Regions from separate parts of the Macaca mulatta genome. Here region 2 is linked to region 1. A link is a contact called in public Hi-C data. All regions are on one chromosome and are shown on one strand. The core of a region is the stretch at or near the end of the contact, and the rest is flanking DNA. Distances in the headings are between cores, read along the strand shown.

Region 1 (5,799 bases), core at 2,327-4,826:
TGTAGACTCAGCCTTAATGGTAATGTTTTCTTATCTTAATATTCAGGGACTAAAATTCACACTGCATTTCATTTATTTGAGACATAATTTATAATTAAACATTCACAATTTCATCATATTTTAGTAATATAGAGCCTGTGGAGAAATAGAATTCAAAATTAAATCGATTTCTAGATAAAGGTGAAATAAGTTCCTTGCTTAAAATATGCAATACTTTAGGTCTAATGTAAGGTTTTTCCATATGATTTATTTTGACCATTGTCATGAGTCTCCATTTTCCTTTGTATGTTTAATAAGAGCCTAAAGTATATATTGACACCATATTTAGAAACACTGCTACCTCTACGAAAACCCAAGGCAACATGAATATGTAAAATAATTTATTTTTGTGGAGTGTCATTTACACCAAAATACCATGAAACACCTCATGGTTGATTTGATTATAAGAAAAAGAAGTGAGTGTGTCACACTATACCATTCAGCTGGTAGCCACAGACAGATGTAGGCAATTCAAAGCGGAGAGTGCATCCTCAGTTCCTGAACATAATTTTACTGGAGGAATTGAGAAACTCAGTGACTTTGCACGGCACTTAACTATCCCTTCAAATCTTGCTCACACTGTCTATGGAATACTTTTCCCTTTAAATAACAGGCCGAAAACTTTTGGCAGAGAGTATAAATGAATTAGAAAAGTTGTGTATAAGTAACTCAAAAACTCAAAACACTAATAATTCTCATACTTCTTGAAAAAGAAAACTACAATTCTTACCTGAAAATTAGTCAGTCAATGTACATTTCAGGATGTTTCAAAACATACACCTAAAACCTGTACCTTTTGAGGCAAGAAGACAAAAACCTCGTTTCTAATCCTTGTTTCCTCCAGCCAATTAGCAGCCCTTTGGCCTTCTGGCACTCCATTCTATTTATTTTTAATTGAAACCTCAGGTATGATTAAACAATTGTGAGTGAAGTTAGAATGCCACTGCTTTAACCCAGATAAGTTTGCCTGGAGTTTATGGGCACGAGTGTATGATGAAAGATCAAATATCACGTGCAGCTGACATGTTCTGAACAGGTCCTATATGTCCATATATAACTGTGTGTCCATGGTATAAAATTTGAGTTAGTGATTTAAACCTCTGTACTTAGAAAGAAAGTTCCCAGAGCAAATGGAAATGGTGTTTGAGGGTAAAGTGATAGAAGCAATATCAAAATAGTCAGTGAAAATAAACTCCCTGTGTGTATTCCTATGATTGTGCCCAAGGTACTAATTACACTAAGGACAGGAATTAAAAGAGAAAATACAAAGACCCAGAGCTCTGAGTGAGGCCTAATTGTATTTACACAGATAAAAAGACTAGATGGGGGAAAAAAAGAAACAACGGGTAAAAAGTTCTCCATTTAGTCTTTATAATTAGTTAAGAAACATTTAAATTAATAACACATTCTGAGTAATGCAGCATGTGTGGCATATAGCACATTTTAAATTAATTCTTGAAATAGTTACTGGTGTCCTACTTTATTTCAATTTTGATAAATTAGCTTACAGTCACTTTTTGATGGGTGTCCCATAAAGTAAAAATTAGTATTTCATCTGCCATTAACTACTCTTCCTGTAGAAAAAAAGTAACATATATAAAAGGCAGGATTGAAAATAGATATTTGAAGTTGATCCTATTAATTTGTATTTTTAACAATGGCATTAGAGAGGAAGAAAGGGTAATAAGTTTTATGAGCTTATTTGTGTAGCCTTATAGTAGAAAAATCTCTTGATTGTCCATGTTTAATATAAAACTGGTCACTTGCATTTACTGTTCCTCATTGATATGATACAATAGTCTTCTCTGGTATTTTGGAGCTCAGAGAAAAGGCCTGAGATTATAAGACTGCTTCAAAATAGCTAGCTTTTGTCCTAGAATTATGTAAAAATTTACAATCTGCTGATTACACTATTAGGGAGCTGCAGCCTCATTGACCTGATGTCATAGTTACCTTTGGAATCCTTAATGTCCTAAGGCATGATCCAGGGTAGCGCTTCTAAAAATTCTCTAGTTTGATTTTGTCTGTATCTGTGTATATGTATGTGCATGTGTGTGTTTGTACTGAACTGTGAGCAATTGGAAAAAAAAAAAAAAAAAGCTTTTCTATGTGATCCTTCAACCTAGCAATGAATCAAGTTACTTTTCTTCATGTTTACTTATTTATTTTGTGTGCTTCCCCATCCAAGCAAGCAATTCAAGTATATGTAACCATCAGAGGGGACCAAATATAAACAAAAAAAAAAGGTCATATGTAAAGCTCAGACAAAAGATTTAGGTACAATAAGATGAATTTAAGAAGTAGCTATAAGAATCATTAGCTTTATTTCTAGGTATTCTAATTTTTGTCCCTAAAAGTATTGCAACTCAAGAATAGATAAGCCCATCTTGTTAAATTGATGAGAAATAAATCAGAAATGTTTCTTTTGATTTATAACTGTCATCAATGCATGCATGTTCATGGGTACATTATTTTAAAAATATTTCTTTAAGGACTGGTTAATTCTCTCTCATACTTCAGTCCCCTCCCCCACCCTCATCTTTGCATTAATTTGTCTACCCTAGCAATAAGTGTACGCTTTAATCATATATATTTAACCTACTCAGCCTTTCTAAAAGGACGTATTTATGTCTTAGAAAACCAAAGTGATTTCACTTTGTTCTGACAGAACAACGTACATTTCATTCAAGTGTCTTTTTTTAGGTGATACTCTTAGCAAGGGATTTTATTTACTGAATGACACTTCTGCTAACCTGGAAAGGAAGATATCCATTCTTCAAATACTGTCATTACCAAGCTTTAAAAAGACTTGATTGTACCATGTTAGGGAAACAGTGTCAGATTTTCCATCAAACTTTCTCCCACTGTAATAACTGAGCATAAAAATGAACTTCGAGTGATGAAATGACTACAATGCAAATTAATGCAATCAAGTCATTAGTAACAACTCTGTCCATATCTGTTAAATATTTTCAAACTATTCTAAAAAAACACACCCAGAAGGCAAACTAACAGTGAATAGAAACAAAATGGTCAGCAGCGTGTGTCGCATGTTATTTGAATGGAAAGTAATTTATCGCGTCTGAAATAAAAGCTGTTTATTCTTGTGTTTCACTGTCTGTAACAATCTTTACCATTTATCTGTGAAAAAGTGAGAAACTGTACCGCTATTAGCATATGAATACTTGACACATCAAATTGGCTGTACAATAACAGAAGGACATTTGCTATTGGTGTATGCACACAGACAAAGCAGCCATTTTGAAAAAAATTGAAATGGTGTGGGTGGTTTAACCCTTTACTTATCTCGTAGGTTTCCCACTCCTGATTTTGACCGGAACAGTTTGGCAATTAGAATCAGAATATTTTTATAGCAAATAAAAGTAATCAGGGGCCATTATGCTCATGATAATTACATTGATACATTCACTCTACTAGAAAAATGGAAGCGGAATGACAATAAAAGAGTTTGTGTGAGTGTATGTATGTGTGTGTACATGCATGTGCGGGCTGGGGGAAGGGAGTAGAGGCCGGCAGTGTGTGGAGGGTGCAGCAATGAAACAATGCCTACGTACAGTTTTATTTCATGGCAACTACATAGTGGTCCTTGGGTCAGATGTGTGAAACTATTTCTCAAAGAAGCTGCATACATAATTGAGGCCCTCCGAAGGGTTCCCAGTTGAAGTTGCCAGGCTACATTCATTTCAAAAGCAAAGCCATTTGTTATCATATTTAAATTAACTCTCTGCACACTGAACTTGAATTTTAGAGTCCTGCTTACTTATAATTCTTAAAATAGTTGAGAAAGGGGAAAACATGTGTCTGGAAAAATGGAAATAAGGTAGTCCCCACAAGGGACAGCAGTGGTTCTCATGCAGGCCTGCAGTGAAACAGCCTTTTACAGATTAAATTTAGAAAGATCTATTTGGAAACACTAGAAACAAGTTTTTATTTTCTCATGCAATTTTTTGTATAGATCCAGATTTGTTGCAAAATCTTGTCATTTGTAATCTGTGTGTCAGCTCGGTTTTTACCCTTATCAGGGTACTTACCTCATTCCCTTTCCTTCTCCCCCAGATTATTCTTTGCCATGAGATTTAGAGTAAGATAATTTCTAAAGCTGCACAAAATTTAAACTATTTTAGTCTAATATGTCAGTTCAATCTTGGCTATAATAAAATACACTTTTTTTCCCTAATTCGTGAAACTTTATGCATCATTTTAAACAAAGTTTATGCAACTCACTAGATAAATGTTTTGATAATTTTGCAATTGCTGATACATTCATTCAAACAAACAAACCAACTCAGTGGAAATCAATACATGTAAACTGACTTGTGTTGGGACCTTCCTATAACTACACAGGGGAAAAACTTTCCAAATGAAAATATTATGCATGTTTTTTTTACAAGATGCACAGAGACATAATTGCGCATTATTTTGTCTGATAAAAGTGTTTAAAGTTTAAGCTATCTCCATTGTTAGAATTTTCTCCATTACATGCGTTGGTGAAATTAATCACGGGACAGACTTTCATTCCTGCTAAGTTTGATATATAGAACTAAATAGCCCATTCTGAATAATCCATGTATTTTTTTCTTCTCTTTTGAAATACAATTTTATAGGTTTTAATCACTATTCCCTCCTCATTATAAGACACTAATTTGTTATAATTAAGAAAACCTGTGTTCATTGTTGTAAGGAAAATTTAGCTTTTTAGACTGCAATGCATAGCAAAATTTCATATGAAGGCAATAGAAAAGAAGCAAAAAATAAAACAAAACAAAGCAAAAAAGTACAATGAATATAAAATACCATTAAAGCCGTGATGTTAAAAGTAATCTTCCACATACCTACTGAGTCTCTCATATAACATAAAGAACATCTTATTGTTGTCTTTATAAGTAATTAGTACTTGTGAAGTACTACTATAGCCATAGAAAGCAGGAACTGGTCATCTTAACGACATTATCTATTAATAATATAACAATTGATAGGCAACATGAAAGTTGAAAATAAGTACACAATTTTAAATTCCTTTAAAATTGTTGAACGAACACATACAAAAAAATGCCTTCTAGTCTTTCTTTTCTTCTAATAAAATGTGATATTTTAAAACCACAATCCATCTGCTTATTTAAAGCTCTGTGTGGCCAACAATACTACAAGGTTAGTATGTCCTCGTAAGTGCTCTTTGAGAATCTTGTTTACTTATTGGAGGAAGTGATGTACCATACTTATGTATCCATGACAACACTGCAACATGCGGTGCAGTACTAGATCTTTCTTCTTCTTCTTCTTTTTTTTTTTTTTTTTGCAACTGCAATATGAGATTAAAAGTAAGAAGCTAAATCTTATTAAACAGCAGAAACTTTTCAAAGATAGAACATAAACTTTATGGGAACATATAAAAGTTGCTTGTGGCGATGCATTTCTGCTATTTCAAAGCTTTATCCAGGTCCATCCTGATTATAAATAGTTATAAATGTTAGAAAAATTAGGATAGATAAAACTTTGGAAATTCTCAGATTGTTTCATAATACAAATAACGTAATTTGGCTGGGTCAAAATTGAATCATTAATAATATCAGTTTCATAGCTAATACTTATATCAAACACTTGTCCTCTTTGAAAGCTTCAAGTCATCTTTCTTATGTAAAGTTCTCTTAAAGAAAACTGTTATATGCTTGGGGGATTATTAACATATTGGTCAATTAACATTTAAAAGCCATTTATCAACAACAGTTTGTCCCTATTGAT
Region 2 (5,799 bases), core at 1,355-3,854, 180 kb before region 1:
AAGTATGATTTAGAAATATTTCCACCGAATGAGTATCTCAAATATAATTAATTTATGTATTTATCAACATTGACCTAATTTAAAAAACTTCATATATTTGGAGATTAATACCTTCATGAAGACAATAATAGATGTAATATCATTGAAATTCAGAATCTATGGACTTACTTCCTGTCAGGGTTAGATCTCTCGTATAGTAATAATAAAAGTGTACTTAGTCCTTATTTTTAATTCAATGAGAATTATGAATTCTTGAAACTTGCATAAATATAACAGTCTTTGGGAGGAACTCAAATAATAGATTTTAGGCCTTATTTTTAGAAAGTACATAGTTTGTACACAGTTACTACCCAATATATATTACTTTAATGGATTGAGTTACTCTTGAAATATATGATGTACATACAAAGTTAAATTAGCATTGGCTGATGTTGGGAAGCTGAAGTTGAGGGTATTGAGTGGTTTGTGGAATAGCCTGAAAACTGTTTAGAAGCTTTAAATATGACAAATTCATGGCAAGTGGGTTTGAAATGGATGGAAGAAAAATAATCTGATAGGAATTCATCTCTGGGGTCTGTAATATATACCTCTTGAGTGGTTCCAGTAGTGAAAATACCTAGACAGCAAGGATATAGGAATTAATTGATAAATTTGCTTTTGCATTGTTTTATAAAGTAACTCTTAAGACACTTTGTAGGTATGTAGATTAATATAAAAATAAAAAGTTTAGCTCTCCCTAAATAAAGTTAAAAATTGCTGAGTAGCTTAGATTTCCACACTGAAGACTCATGCCCAATTATAGTCTAAAGTCTCAGTTTGCAGATATGACATGGGATTCCAGTGATTCAAACAGCACAGTACAAATACTGCATATATTTCTGCCAAATTTGTCTCAGATGGACTAGCTGCTAAGGAAGAATCCATAGCATGACTGAGCTAACACAGAGTGTGTTACCTCTCCAATAAGTAATCCCTCCATTTGCATGCTGTGCTCAATGACAGGAGAGAGGACTCGAATTTCTGTTATTTTTCTGGACTTTAGCTTAAAGGTCTATATTGTCAGTTCAAAATACATGAAGTGAACACTTTTTCGTTAGCCAATCGTTATTATTATGATAAAATTATTTTCTTGGTCATTGAAAATTTTTGGCTTTATTTATTAAAAGTTAACTAGCTTTATTTCATTAGAGATTGTCTAATTCCATTTTGATTTTTCAAATTGCATTTTATACTATAAAGAGCCCTTCTGCATAAAATACAGTTTGAAAAGAGAAAAATATTTATGCCTTTATCATTTTAAGTGATCAAATACTGTAGTGCTAGATATTAGAATATCATGTGCATCACTACATTATTAACTTAATCTAATGCTCGGAGTCATTACCACATTCATGGGTGTCTTTCTGATATCTCTCCAGTCCACTGGATTTTGAAGTGTGATTATGTAAATTTTCTACTGATAAATAAATGACTATAATTGTACTTGAAATACCACTCAAATTCTTAAGACCATGGCATCTAAATAATATATTATGCATTCCTTAATTATTTATCAAGACTAATTCAAAATAACTGTAGGGCAAAGCATTTATTTTTAAATAGCTATCCCTTTCCCCAATTTTTCTTTACAGGGTTAAAAAATATTCCAGATGGTGGAACTATAGGGGATGAGAAAAGGGTTGATGAGTGGAGTGAGTAAGCAGCAAGTTTATCCTTCAAGTAAACATATCTGGTTTGCCCAATAATACTCTTACCCTAATGCAATTTTTAAGGCATATGATCTTAATGTCAGTTCAGTAAGAGTATTTGATGATAGAAAAAAACATTTTTAAATGTTAAACATTAGTCCAGAAAATTCTTCACCATTATTTGACAAGGAAAATGGGAACAGTTAGCAAACAAAACATTTCACACATGGTTATTTTTAAAAGTTCTTTTATAAACATAGTAGGGAAATTGTAAAATTTCAGTAAGGGTTATGCCAATCAAATGACACTAAATTTAAAGTATGGCTTTCCTTCATTTAATTATAGATGTAAAAAAGTCACAATAATTGAATGGTGCCTTTTCATTGTTTAACAATTGCAAGGCTGTATTCAGAACTCTTGTTGCACTGTGCCTTTAAAGGAAGCGCGTGTGTGTTTTACCTACATAAATTCTAATTGCAGAATCCACTCTAATCACCACAAAGAAATCATCTGAATCCTCATAAGTTCATGAGCTACACACTTTTCTTTTTTTATTCTGCAGACCACACCTTATCTGGTTGCTAATGAAATACAGGAGATTGATTGCAGAAAATCTTCAAGGGAATATTTGCTGTACCACATATAGTAAGCTCCATTTGGTGCATTAGCATTTAGCCATTTTATGCAAATTTAGAGAAAATGACTCATGTATATGATTTAATATGCATCAGCGATAACTCATATCACCCTTATAAGAAAACAGAAATTAAAAATTCATTAGAAAACTAGACTAGTGTCACTACATGGTTAAAACATTATTAAAGCATATTTCAATGTTTTGCTTACACTAGTGTTCTCATCATGGTGCCACCATTTCATGACAAAGACCGTAGAGGAGAAAACATTCAACTTAAAATGTCTGCTGGCACACATCGCTGGATTTGTGTGTCACTAAACAATGAGCGAGCATAGCCTTGAATACCAACTATTTAATTAGCACTTTTGGAAGCCATGCATAGAAAATAGCTCATTTACATGCATCTGCTTAGCGATTAGTCCCATAAAAAGCTACCATTTCTTTTTTTGTTGTTTAATATAGTGAGCATTTTACCATTCGGCCATGAAAAAAAATCAAAACATATGTTATTATTTTCAAATACTGAAATTCAGAGATTTAATTAAAATGGGCAAAAGTCTTCATATTTCTCTTCAAGGTATATTTAAATGATTTAATTTAACCTTAAGTGTACCATAAAACGCTGGATACAAGTAATAATTAAGAACTTCAAAGGGCAACAGAAACCCTCTAACAGTCCTTCGTTTAATTAAAGGCTATTATTAGAAAGCTCTTGAATATACAGTTACATTTAATGACGAGTGACGACTAGTAAAAGCAGTATTTGAAAGTTATGAGTATCTTATTTTAAATACTATTGATAGACTCTAGAAAGTATTTCTATCACTTCGTTTTGAAAATAAATGACATGTATTTCTTGAAAAATCAAATTCATAACATTAAAAGATTGTTTAAGATGTTTTGCTTTTCATTAATTCTCTAGTCTACACACTGTCATGATCATAAATTAATTGTATGCTTTGTAAAAAGTGTTTCTGCCTATTTAAATGCCTTTAAGAGGGTATATTTTTCTAATACAGTGGAATATTTATGAAGGCATGCATACAATGTATATGGATGCATTAACAATAAAATGGGGGCTTGTGCATTTTGAAATATAACACTTTTTGGAATGTGAATTGATATGTAATATAACAGTAATACATTTTTTTAGAAGTTTCTATTATTTAGCACATTTGTGTTAGTAGACAATTGGGCAGAAGCCCCAGGTGATTCTAAACAAATTTTGGAAGGCGTATAAACCATCTATAAAATAGGAACAGAGTATGTAAAATTTGCTCTTCTGTTATAAGTAATTATTGGACTATTTTGCTTTATCTACATTTATTTATACAAGGAATTTGGTTGGAATTTCCATAGCTAAAATTCAGTGTAGGTGAATGATTGGTGTATATATACATTCTCAAGTGAAATTGATGAACAAATACTTTAAAAATTCATTTAGAACATATTACTAATTCTGTTTCTTAATTATCTTTAGTAATTGGCTTATGTACACATCTATAATAAAAAAGTTACCTACTTATTGAGCATATACGATTTTACCTTGGTGAGTAATCTGTCATTTTGAAAATGTGACACTAATTCCTTCGTTCACTGTGGGCCAGGGAATGCCATGGGATGTGTAATCTTGGAAAGATTTCTTGGATTAAATATTTGGATACAAATCTATATCAATCTAGTTTATCCAGTTAACTAGCTAAATAATGTATTATATGTATATAGTTCACTGTCTAAGAAAAGTGTGCACCTGATGGGCTTTTTGTATAGCATGTTCTTTAATTTGAAATTATTTTGACATCAATTTCTTATTCTATCCATCTTGCAACGAGTATGATTCTTTATTTGCTTATCATTTTCCCTGGCGCCTCTTCCCAATGCTTAGATACTCATAAGGTTTGTAGAGTAGGGGACTTACCTGTCTTGTTCACTGCTGAATATCCTGTACCTAGAACACTGTCAGACACATAGTAGATGCTCAATAAGCTTTTGTGGATGAAAGAATGAATACGTTTAAATAAGAGATTTATCTTTCTGAGACAGCTGTTGCCCTCTGGATCTAAGGACTTGATTTTGATAGATAGACTGGTTCTCCCAACATGGGAGTCCTTTTGATTCTGCCCTGCTTTGTTGAAGACATTACCCTTCGTAGCTAGGGTAAGATCATTGATTTATTTGAGAGTGAGTATGTAACTGCAAGCAACCTCTAAGCTAGCTTTCATGGCCATTTGTAGGATATGTATTTGAGATCCTATTCTGGATGTGGGGAATAGTCATTAGTTATGAAATAGGGCCAAGTTAACTGGACACGTGGGAACTAAATGCTAGACCATGGAATTATTAATGTATTCCAAACAAAAATATTTTGCAAGTAATTTTAATATTTTTATTTCACCTTGATTAAAATATCTAACTCATAGAAGCATGCTGCTTATAAATGACCTAAAGTACTTATAATTTTAACTAATGATACAAGAAATAAGAGTCTTCCTGGCTTAACCTTCTTCTTGAAGTTAGGACCATTTCTGAAAGCTCCATTAGTTCCAATTTTTAAAGCTCCTTAGTTCATAAATCCCTTGGGAATTATGAATAAAGATATGGCTCATGTTACTAAAGGGTACTCCTGTGACTTAAAAGTTAATCTCTCTAAATGTCTAACCTGAAATCTAACAGTTACATGGAGAATTTATATCATTTGTAGCATTTTCGAGCAGAAATTAGAAATATGGTATAAACAGTGAAAATTTGTCTTTTTCTCATTTTCACACAACATGGGTTCAAAATGACAAATGTAAGATGGGCAACTCAAAACAATGAAATGTTTTTTGGGTTATTTTATTATGTTCCCACCAATGAGATCCTAAGGTCCTTAAAAATAACCAAACAGTGAATTGTTGAGTTAATAAACAGCAAACAAATATATTCATAAGACCAGGTGGTAGAAAAGTGAGTCATCAAAATGTGCAGACCTTTCCTATTTCTGTACCATTGAGAGAGAATGTTCTTGATTTGGAAGTTGGGCTAAGCATTTGATTGACCTCATTAACTCTTTCAAGATTATTAAGGTATTCTTTTAGTCTACAAATGCATTTTTTGAAGCTACAGTGAATTCTCTTTTGATGCAAAAAGGTACTAAATAATACCCTGGGAGATATAATGGGCTTTGCAAGTTATCTGTCATGAACATTGTAACTGACCCTGGAGGCTCGTAAAATTTGGATCCACACTGCTATTGTCAACAGACTTTATTATGAAGCAAAGCAGAAAATTCAGATTAAATATCTGGGTCACTTCTAGACTTTTGTCTTTTAATTACAAAATAAACCTCTAATGTACAAGTGGCCATACTGCTTTTTACTACATTAAAGGTAAAGACAAATATGAGGAAATCAATTAAAAATTTCTGAACCTATATTAAATCTACTAACCAGCAAGTATTTATTGATTACCTTCTACGAATATACTGTGCTAGGG

What was found. Hi-C and Micro-C count contacts between places; a contact is called where the count stands out from the background.
Region 2: a contact with region 1 is called in a Hi-C map of fetal cortex germinal zone, with 4 times the contacts expected there. The contact joins two enhancer-like sites. A contact is called at or near these places in 2 of 14 Hi-C or Micro-C datasets (fetal cortex germinal zone and fetal cortical plate).

What each region holds. Positions count from the first base shown.
Region 1 is chr6:94,903,133-94,908,931 of T2T-MMU8v2.0, reverse strand. No RefSeq gene overlaps it. Among named protein-coding and RNA genes, the nearest start is that of MIR9-2, 190 kb to the left of the region's middle. Within about 2 kb of position 3,576, at least 5 of the 40 cell types and tissues checked have an H3K27ac peak or open chromatin away from gene starts, as enhancers often do. A contact at or near this core is called in fetal cortex germinal zone, where this site is marked.
Region 2 is chr6:95,079,591-95,085,389 of T2T-MMU8v2.0, reverse strand. No RefSeq gene overlaps it. Among named protein-coding and RNA genes, the nearest start is that of MIR9-2, 11 kb to the left of the region's middle. Within about 2 kb of position 2,604, at least 8 of the 40 cell types and tissues checked have an H3K27ac peak or open chromatin away from gene starts, as enhancers often do. A contact at or near this core is called in fetal cortex germinal zone, where this site is marked.